2 separate regions of the Hordeum vulgare genome follow, and region 2 is linked to region 1. A link is a contact called in public Hi-C data. All regions are on one chromosome and are shown on one strand. Each heading gives the region's core, a stretch centred on a gene start, on an enhancer-like site or on the middle of the called end of the contact. The rest is flanking DNA. Distances are from core to core; before and after follow the strand shown.

Evidence for each region. Hi-C and Micro-C count contacts between places; a contact is called where the count stands out from the background.
Region 2: a contact with region 1 is called in a Hi-C map of leaf, with 4 times the contacts expected there. The contact joins the enhancer-like site here to the promoter of LOC123407793 in region 1. A contact is called at or near these places in 2 of 6 Hi-C or Micro-C datasets (leaf and seedling).

What each region holds. Positions count from the first base shown.
Region 1 is chr7H:218,182,925-218,187,258 of MorexV3_pseudomolecules_assembly, reverse strand. LOC123407793 (50S ribosomal protein 6, chloroplastic) reads right to left here and starts at 1,979. Exons shown (of 1, transcript XM_045101012.1): 1 at 1,398-1,979. The coding sequence starts at 1,907. The coding sequence ends at 1,551.
Region 2 is chr7H:218,392,692-218,397,025 of MorexV3_pseudomolecules_assembly, reverse strand. No RefSeq gene overlaps it. Among protein-coding and RNA genes, the nearest start is that of LOC123412665, 180 kb to the left of the region's middle. Within about 2 kb of position 1,710, at least 2 of the 3 cell types and tissues checked have open chromatin away from gene starts, as enhancers often do. A contact at or near this core is called in leaf, where this site is marked.

The DNA of each region.
Region 1 (4,334 bases), core at 730-3,229:
AAGAGATGGAGACACACAAGTTAATTGCAGTATTTTGTTAAAAATAGAGGAATTGTCATCTTCAGGAATAGGAAACAAACGCATAAGACACATATATAAACAGGTTGAAAACATTCACATGTTGGAAGGAATGCAGAGAGTGAGAAATATTTGTGAGAAGAATCGTACGAGAGGAGAGAGGTCAAAGCAGCAGTCTGGACTGGTGCTTCAAACAAAATGCTCCGTATTGAGATTTGGTTTGTTATGGCTTTTGGCCACTTGGTCCCACAAGGCTTTCTTGAACTTTTCACCAAAGCCACTGTTATCGCCATTGATAGAAACTTCCTTTAGACTTGGTAAAATTTGTATCCTAGAGAACCCCTTGGTGTCGCTTACAGAACAATCGTGTACCTGTAGCAGCTCAAGCTTAGGAGTTGTTTTTTCTTCAAACTTGTTCGGTTTAAGGCCAAATAGGTTTGCAAGCTCAAGAAATTGTTTGCCTTGCGAAGGTCTCGGGTTGAAAATGGAAGTGGAGTTCTCCCTTTTCAAACGACTTGTTATGAAGACGTAGAAATGACAAGATTTGTCAGCTTTCCCATTACTACTAGTACTATGTCAACATGACTCATTTGGGTATTCCATAGAGTTACCATGGCTAGCACTGTAGCTATTCGATCCATGTGGTCAATGGCAATTTGACTAGATAGCCATACAACTTAAGGCTATGAAGGCCATCTGAAGGTGGGGACAATTTATCTAGACATCCTTCTAAGTTCTAACCCAGGCTCACCCTCAAGAGTACATCGATACGGACATCAAACAGGCATGGTCGATGGTAACAGAGCAGAGCTCCTTGCAGCTTTTCTTGTTGATGCCGGTCACTCCGTCCCAAGCTTATGCAACTGAGTAAGCTCACTCAGATCCTTCAGAATGGACTTACCTCATGCAGTGTTGACAACACTAGGTGTATGCAGGGCCTTCATTCTCCCAATCCCTGTGGGCGCTTTCACACCATGCTCATCCAAGTCATGAACATACTTTTTCTGCGCATAGCTCTTGTAAGTTGCCAAGCAAAATCCCTTCAAGGGCTGATCAATTCCTCATGTCATAACTGCTGGGAAGCACATTATCACTAGGCACGAGACATGTGCGAAGGTATTTTAGCTTTGAGAGAGTGTGGTCACAAATGTACTTCTTATAACCAATGTCTCCAGCTCAGACATACCACCAAAAATCAATCTGGGAGATGGTATATACTAGGCAGCACTCAAAAGAATTTACCCACCAGCATTTTGTCGTAGCCACATTCCTGTTGCCCCTTTGTAATGCTTTGACAGCTTGAGCCTATCACCAACCCATGGTCGAACCGAGAAACACTAGGTAAAATCGAAATACACACAACGTGAAACCATAAATCATCGAGCAAAGCAAGCACTTGAACCTTTCACTCCAGTAGAATTCAGGATTGTAATTGCGAAGTGTAACAGCAGTGAATAGTCTCAAGCAAAAACCATGCGTGCGGAGAGTTCAAGGAAATAAAATACAGAGAGGACGCAGTGGACTTCACGGCGTCAGTCTGCGGCGGCAGGGGCGGCGACCACCTCGACCTCGACGGCGGCGGCGGGCGTGGTCTCCGCATCCTGCGGCGACTCATCTTCCTTCTCGCCGGCAGCTACAAGCGTCCAGTCATCGGGAAGCGCCGGCAGCGGCTCGTATTGAATGGGGCGGCGCTTGATGTCCCACCGCTGCGTCTTCTTGGGCCGCGTCTTCATATGGTGCTTGGTCCCTTTCTTCTGCGGCCGCGACGAGCACTCCACCGACAGCGCGCACCCTCCGTCGACCCCAAAGAAGCCCACCGACGGGCGGGCGGACCGTGGCGCGACCGCCGGCGCCGCTGAGCCCGCGAGAAAGGCTGTGACGAGCGACATTTTCGTCGAAATGCCTCTGCTTCGACCAGGGGAGAGCTACACGAGTGTTGTGTTTGGGATAAGAAAGGAGGGAGGATGGCTTTGGATTGGATTGGATTGGGTTTTGGATACACATCCGGGGATCCCAAGTGCCCAGCAAAATCTGACGGTTCATGTTGGAACGTATGAAATCCTACCGTCCAAGTTTCCCCGCACTAATGATAATGATAAGGCTATAAACATTGGGCAGTACTGGCGCGCGGCAGTACTGGGCGCGGGCCGGCCTGAAAACTCGCACAGGTCGCAGCGCAGCAGTACGATTGGAGGCTTCTGCATCGTTGGATCTCCCCCTGCTCATTCGTCCTCCTCACGCAGCTCAACCAACATCCTGATCCTTCGCCTCCCCCTACATCTCGCACGCGTCGCCGTCTGCGGGTAGCCCCGCGGGCTCCCGCGTGCTCATCGTCGTCGTCCCATCGTCAGTCTACTCACCACGCTCGTCGTCGACGTTGTGGTTCGCAGCAACCCACCACCAACATCTCGCCTCCCGTGAAGCAAATTTTTTTTGTCGGTGGTAGCAAAAAAACAATACGGTTGTAACAAAACAGAACGACGGATGTAGCAAATTTGTATAATGGTTGTAGCATTTTTTCATCATGGTTGCAACTCGGCCATGCCAACGATTGTAGCAAAAAAACAATACGGTTGCAACAAAACAGAATGTCGGATGTAGAAAATTTGTATAATGGTTGCAACATTTTTCCATCATGGTTGCAACTCAGGCTACAACTTCGGTGAACTTTGGTTACAACTCTCGCGGGCGTGGTTGTAGCTTTTCTGATCAACGGTTGTAGCTTTTTTTGGACGCTTCTAGCTTTTGTGGTACGTGGTTGTAGCATTCGCGACACCATCCGTGTAGGTCCTCCTGCAGTAAACTCACTTGCCGGCCATGGGATCACCCGCCCCGCCGCCTTTCTGTTTGCAGCTCGTCTCTCTATCGGTTGCAGCTCTCGTGTAGCCGGATGTAGCTTTTCCGTCCACCTGGATCTGACGGAAACAAAATGGATCCAACGGAGACGAGAGGAATAAGGAGAGAGGAAAGGGGGAAAACTGGATGCGAGCGGGGGATCTGACAGAGCGAGCGATAGCGACCAGCGGAACGCTTCCGCCGGCGTGTAGATGCGAAACATCTTCCATAATCATTACTCTTGTATAAAGAATGCTCGAGTACCCGCCTTCCTAGGCGCCTTGCAGGTTGTGAGAGCCTCCACGTCGTCTGATTCCAGTTGGCGTGTTGGGAGGCGTGTGTGTAGGGGGGGGGCTTCTTGGGCTCTCTAAGGCGTTTGATTTACCCACACGGCTCGGACTCGGGCAACTCAGTTGGGTGGTCCATGACGGGTGGATCACAGGGGCGTGTCCGGGGTCATCTTCATAGGGCGGCGACCCTCCCTCCCCCCTTCCCATGCCCGTCCGTGCGTCGTGTGTCACACGTGTTAGAAATTAATTAGCAAAGGGTGTATCCAACTCCAAACATGCATGTCTCTTCCCTCTCTCTATTGCCAACAGGCACCTGTTCTGGAGGAATGCCTCCGAACAGACACCTGTTATTCCCACCTCTTCCAGATGTATATATACTTGAGAATCAATAAAAATCAGGACTGATCATCCATTCACTTTCATTCAATCTCATTTTACTCTAACACGTTATCACCAACGTTAGCCTCTACCAAGAGCGGAAGCCACTCCGCCGATTCTACAATTTCCCCCGAAGATGGCCGGAGAAGTTGGTTGCTGGAGTTTCAGCCATCAAGCAATTCATGGCGAAGACGAGATGTTCCTCATGCGAAAGAAATAAAATACTAAGGAGGAGATTGATTGACTATTTGATCTTATCTTCTTGCAATCAATTAATAATCTAATAATGGATTGTTTATCTCTATGCACTCACGTGAATCTCACGAAGAATCGATCAATCATGAACTACAAAGAGAAGAAGTACGAGACCGTTCTCCAATTTTCTTTTCTTCCATTGAAGCACATGAACAAGCGTTGTTGTTACTGCACTTCATCCACATTGCGAAAGCGTTTCTTCTACTTGCAAATATGACGTCCGGCGTGGCGAGGTCTCGATCCATGCGAGACACCCCGACAACGAGAGGCAACACCGGCCTCAACGAAACGACGGCCTCCATCCCGGAGCGCACGACGACCCTCGACCCTGTCGCTATCCTCCGACGCGCAGCCCCGTCATGGCCATCGGCCGGCTCCAACGGACAAGACACGAGTCCCGGTGGTGCATCCTTAGACGCGACCGTCGTCCAACACGACGACCCGACCTCTCGCTCACGCTTGACCGCGGCGCCCTGGCGCCAGCCACAAGGCAGCATCCTCCCCGATGGCGACCCAAACGAATCAGTTTGATTCTTATCCACGCAAAGGAAGACAATT
Region 2 (4,334 bases), core at 461-2,960, 210 kb before region 1:
CCAAACTTTTTGGGAAGTCTTTCCTATCCTTATCATTGCCTCATGCCAAAATTCAACTTCATTTTCTTAGTAATTATTCCTCGACTAATTTCCAAAAGTTTCTGTCTAGAGAGGAACTTTGTGAAGGAGGTACTAGCTAGGATGGTCCAAATGAGTTGAAATTTTGACATGACCTCAATATGCCCAAATAATAGCTCTCCTCCAAATTGTAATATTGCTCCATCATCCATGTGAACCCATCATCAAATCTTAGTTTCTGGTTAGATTTTCAGTTTGTGAAGCAACTATATTTTATGTTGCTTCATTTTTGCTGGAAATTTACCAGGACCTTCTCCTTCCCGTATATCTTGCCTCCTCCAAATTTGAGATCATTTTATCTAGCCAATATTTCCCTAGAATTATTCTTAGCTTCCGTCGAGAGAAGATAATTTTGAAGCAAGTACCATTTTGGTGTATCTAGTTGCTATGAAATTTTTGTAGTACTTTCTCATGACTAAATCATCATGATCCCCCCAGTTTCAGCCCTACCAAACAATCTATGTGAGTGACTCGTCTAATTTCCTTCTGTGGACCAGATTTGACAGTTGCAAAGCAACTACATTAAACCTTGGTCCAAATCTCTTCAAATTTCTCAAGAATGTTGTCCTTCCTACTCTAAGCCTGTGAGATATTTTGATTTATCATGAGGCCATCCCTGTGACCCTCAACATCTTGCCAAAGTTTGCAGCAGCAAACTTCAGATGAGAAATCCCATCAATTCACAGACTCTTCTGTTGATATATCACTTCATAGCAGTCCCAGTATGTAAGAACAACACCCAAGACATCATTTTCCAGCCTCTCAGGTCATCTCATTGCTAGACAACAAGGTGGCCGCGTGTTTACACGCCTGTGCGCACGCTCTGGCAGCATTGGGCACGCTCTGCACGTCGGACGTGTCTTCCCAACGGTGTCCGCGCATCCCCAAGTGCCGAGCCGAGCACCCCTTCTCTCCCGTCGATCTATGGACCCCGCCCGTCCTCCAGAAACCTCTTGTCGGTGCTAGCCACCGCGAGCCCACGGACGAACAGTGCGCCGACCGGCTCTGTCTGCACTCCGTCCCCTTCCTCCTTCCCCTTGGGGCCATTCTCTGCTTCTGTACTGCTCTCTACCGTCGTCTTCAAGGCTCATGAGGGCGCTGTGCCGCGCCATAGCTTTGGACGAGCCCTCGCGGTGGCCTTCGCCCATGGTATCCATGGCTATTTAAAGCCACTCACGAGGTCCCCCGACCTCACCAGCACCCCCCTCTCTCTCGCATGGCCCTCCCTGACCTCTCCATCGTGCTCCCAAAGCTCAATTCACCCTCCATTGCCGCCATGGCCGTCGGCTTCCCCCTCCTAAATTCGCAAGATATCGGGCTCCCCTCTCCTTGTTGACCTTGCTAGCGACATTCGCTAGCCACCCTGATCTTCCCCATGGCCTTAGACTGGCCTCTCCAACACCATAGCCTCCAGCCCCTCAGCGGTCGCCACTGTCCTCCGCTGGAGTCAAAGCACATTGCCCTCTGCTGCTCCCAGGCGGGAACGGACCATCCAGGCTGGTGCGGCTCCTCGTCGGAGGTGACCGGTGGTGTCGGGACGGCCGTCGGCGTTGAGCCACTGTTCTGCCCCGTTGAGCGAGCAGGACAAGGAAGAAGCAGACCTGACAAGCGGGGCCACCATCCCTACGGACCCCGCCAATTAGTCTCAAGAAGCCTTGACCCTGGACCCGCTGACATGGATAAGTCAAAGCGCATTTTCTGCTTTATGATTTCTTCAGCGGAAAGCGTATTTACCTTCGGTTTCTAACTGAAGTACATTTTCTCTGTGAGAAAGCGTATTTTCTCACAAGACGCTTTCTCTTTAAGCAGCCACGAGCTAGTTTGTGAAACTTTTGTTTTATAGATTAGTCCCTACCCTTCACCTTTCCATATCTTCTCGACTGTAACTCCGATTTAGGTGATTCCAATGCCCACATCCTCGTCTCGTCGAGCCCATTCTACTGGTACCATTTTCATTACGTTGTCACATATTGAAAATCTTCATTTTTCCCTTGCTCCGAATCAGCCCCCTCTAAGAGAGAAGTGCTTCGAGCAAATCACCTCGCGAGTTCCTCGCACTTCTACCCAGTGGATCCTTCATCCCCACGCAAGCCATAACATCCACTTGCGTGATGGCCTTGTAGTATCCATGGTTTCATATTTCAATATTTAAATACCTCCGGCATGTTAATAGTTTCTGAAGGCTATATACATGTTTGTGAATCCCTACCAGTTCTTATGCCATGATCATTTGCATCTAGTTAGTTACATCATTTCTTGTTAATGTTGTTATCATGTCTTATTCTAGTAAGTATATTTTGATGCTAGTGGTCATGCCATGTGTGCTTGCAATATTCATGATCATCCTTATGCCATACTCAGCTGCATCTAGTAGAGCAAATGATTTATTGCTATTGGTGTTATGATTCATATGGTTATGTCTTCCATCCATGCTCATGTTGATATCATGTTCATATGCATTATTACTTTATCATGCTATTCTATTATGACTCATCTCATCACCATGCAAGTTAAATCAGATTTTAATCAAACTTGAACACCTGTTGGCTGAGTCATAGTGCCATCGAGTCGAGGTGACCAGTGTAGTCACACTTGCCTGTACGGGAAGGCCTTAATGCGGTCTATCGTTATGCCTATCGTCGGTGCCTCCAACTAGGGAAGGTTATGTGCATGCGCTATCCTGCCGTGGTAGGCGGCAATAACCTTGTGCCCCCGAGTTGTTTGCGTGATTTTGTCCCCGTTTGGGACCGTTTTAGTTTTGCCACGATGGTGGCCGTTGGATGTCGAGAGTGGCATCGGGGCCACCCATGACTTAGCCCAAAGGTGAGCTTGTCGGAGTGGTTGGGAGAGTGTCATGCAATAGATCGTTTTTGTTGGAACGCCGTTGGTCCACCCGAATGGGAACACGAGGCCTTAGGTTTCGTAGTGTGGTTATAGTGTACTAACCTCTGCAAAGTGTGTATAATCTATTGTTAGTTGTGCCTGTTGATATGGGCCGAGTTCGCAGTAGGTCACACTATTGGACAACAGTAATAGTAACCTGCTTAATAAACAACCCTAGTTCGATGAACAAAGAGGTTGGTTGATCTTTATGTGATCATGAGAGAATCAAAGTGGTATCATGGATACCGACGTTGGTTAACATTTTGGTGTCATGTGGTAATCCTGGGTAAAGATAAATATCCTTGTGGTCATGTGTTGATCACTAAGGTATTGTTAATACCAAGCTTGATTTGATGCTCAGTTTATTGTGTGATGTCCACGAGGGTAGGTGATACGTCTCCAACGTATCTATAATTTTTGATTGTTCCATGTTGTTATATTATAATTCTTGGATGTTTTACAATCATTTTATAGCAACTTTATATCATTTTTTGGGACTAACCTATTGACATAGTTCCCACTGCCAGTTGTAGCTTTTTGCTTGTTTTTTTTACTTTGCAGAAAATCAATATCAAACGGAGTCCAAATGTCATGAAACTTTTTGGACATTTTTTTCTGCCTAGAAGACATCTAGAGGACCAAGGAAGCCAATAAGAGGAGGCCCAGGCTACTCACTAGGCACCAGGGCGCGCCTGCCCCCATGGAGCGTCCTGGTGGGTAGTGGGCCCATCTTGGCGTGATTCCAACACCCAAAAATCCTATAAATATAGAACCCCCCCAGAAATAATCCTAGACGAGAAGTTCCGCCGCCGCAAGCCTCTGTAGCCACAGAAACCAATTGAGATCCCGTTTTGGCACCTTGCCGGAGGGGGATCATCTCTGATGGCCATCTTCATCATCTCGACGGAGGCCGTGATGAGGATGGAGTAGTCCATCCTCGAGGCTGAGGGTTTGTACCAGTAGCTATGTGTTTAATCTCTCTCTCACTCTCTCGTGTTCTTGAGATGTCATGATCTTGATATATCACGGGCCTTGTTAATATAGTTGGATCATATGGTATTTGTCGCATGCTATTCTTGTGATGAATTGAATCTTTCACTTTAAGATCTCATTATGTTGGATTGAGTATTCAGGTTTGAGAGCACATGATGTATGTCTAGCATGCAGATACCCGTAGTGATATTTGGGTATTCAAGTGCTTCACTTGATATATGTTTTGGCACTCAACTCGCGGATTGCCGAGGTGACATTGGGGTAATCTATGCATAGGGGTTGATGCACATTTTCATACGATGTCCTCCGATGGAAATCTTGGGGTGCTCCCTGAAGTTCTTTCTGTTGGATTGAATATGAAGAATCTGAAATTGTTTGAT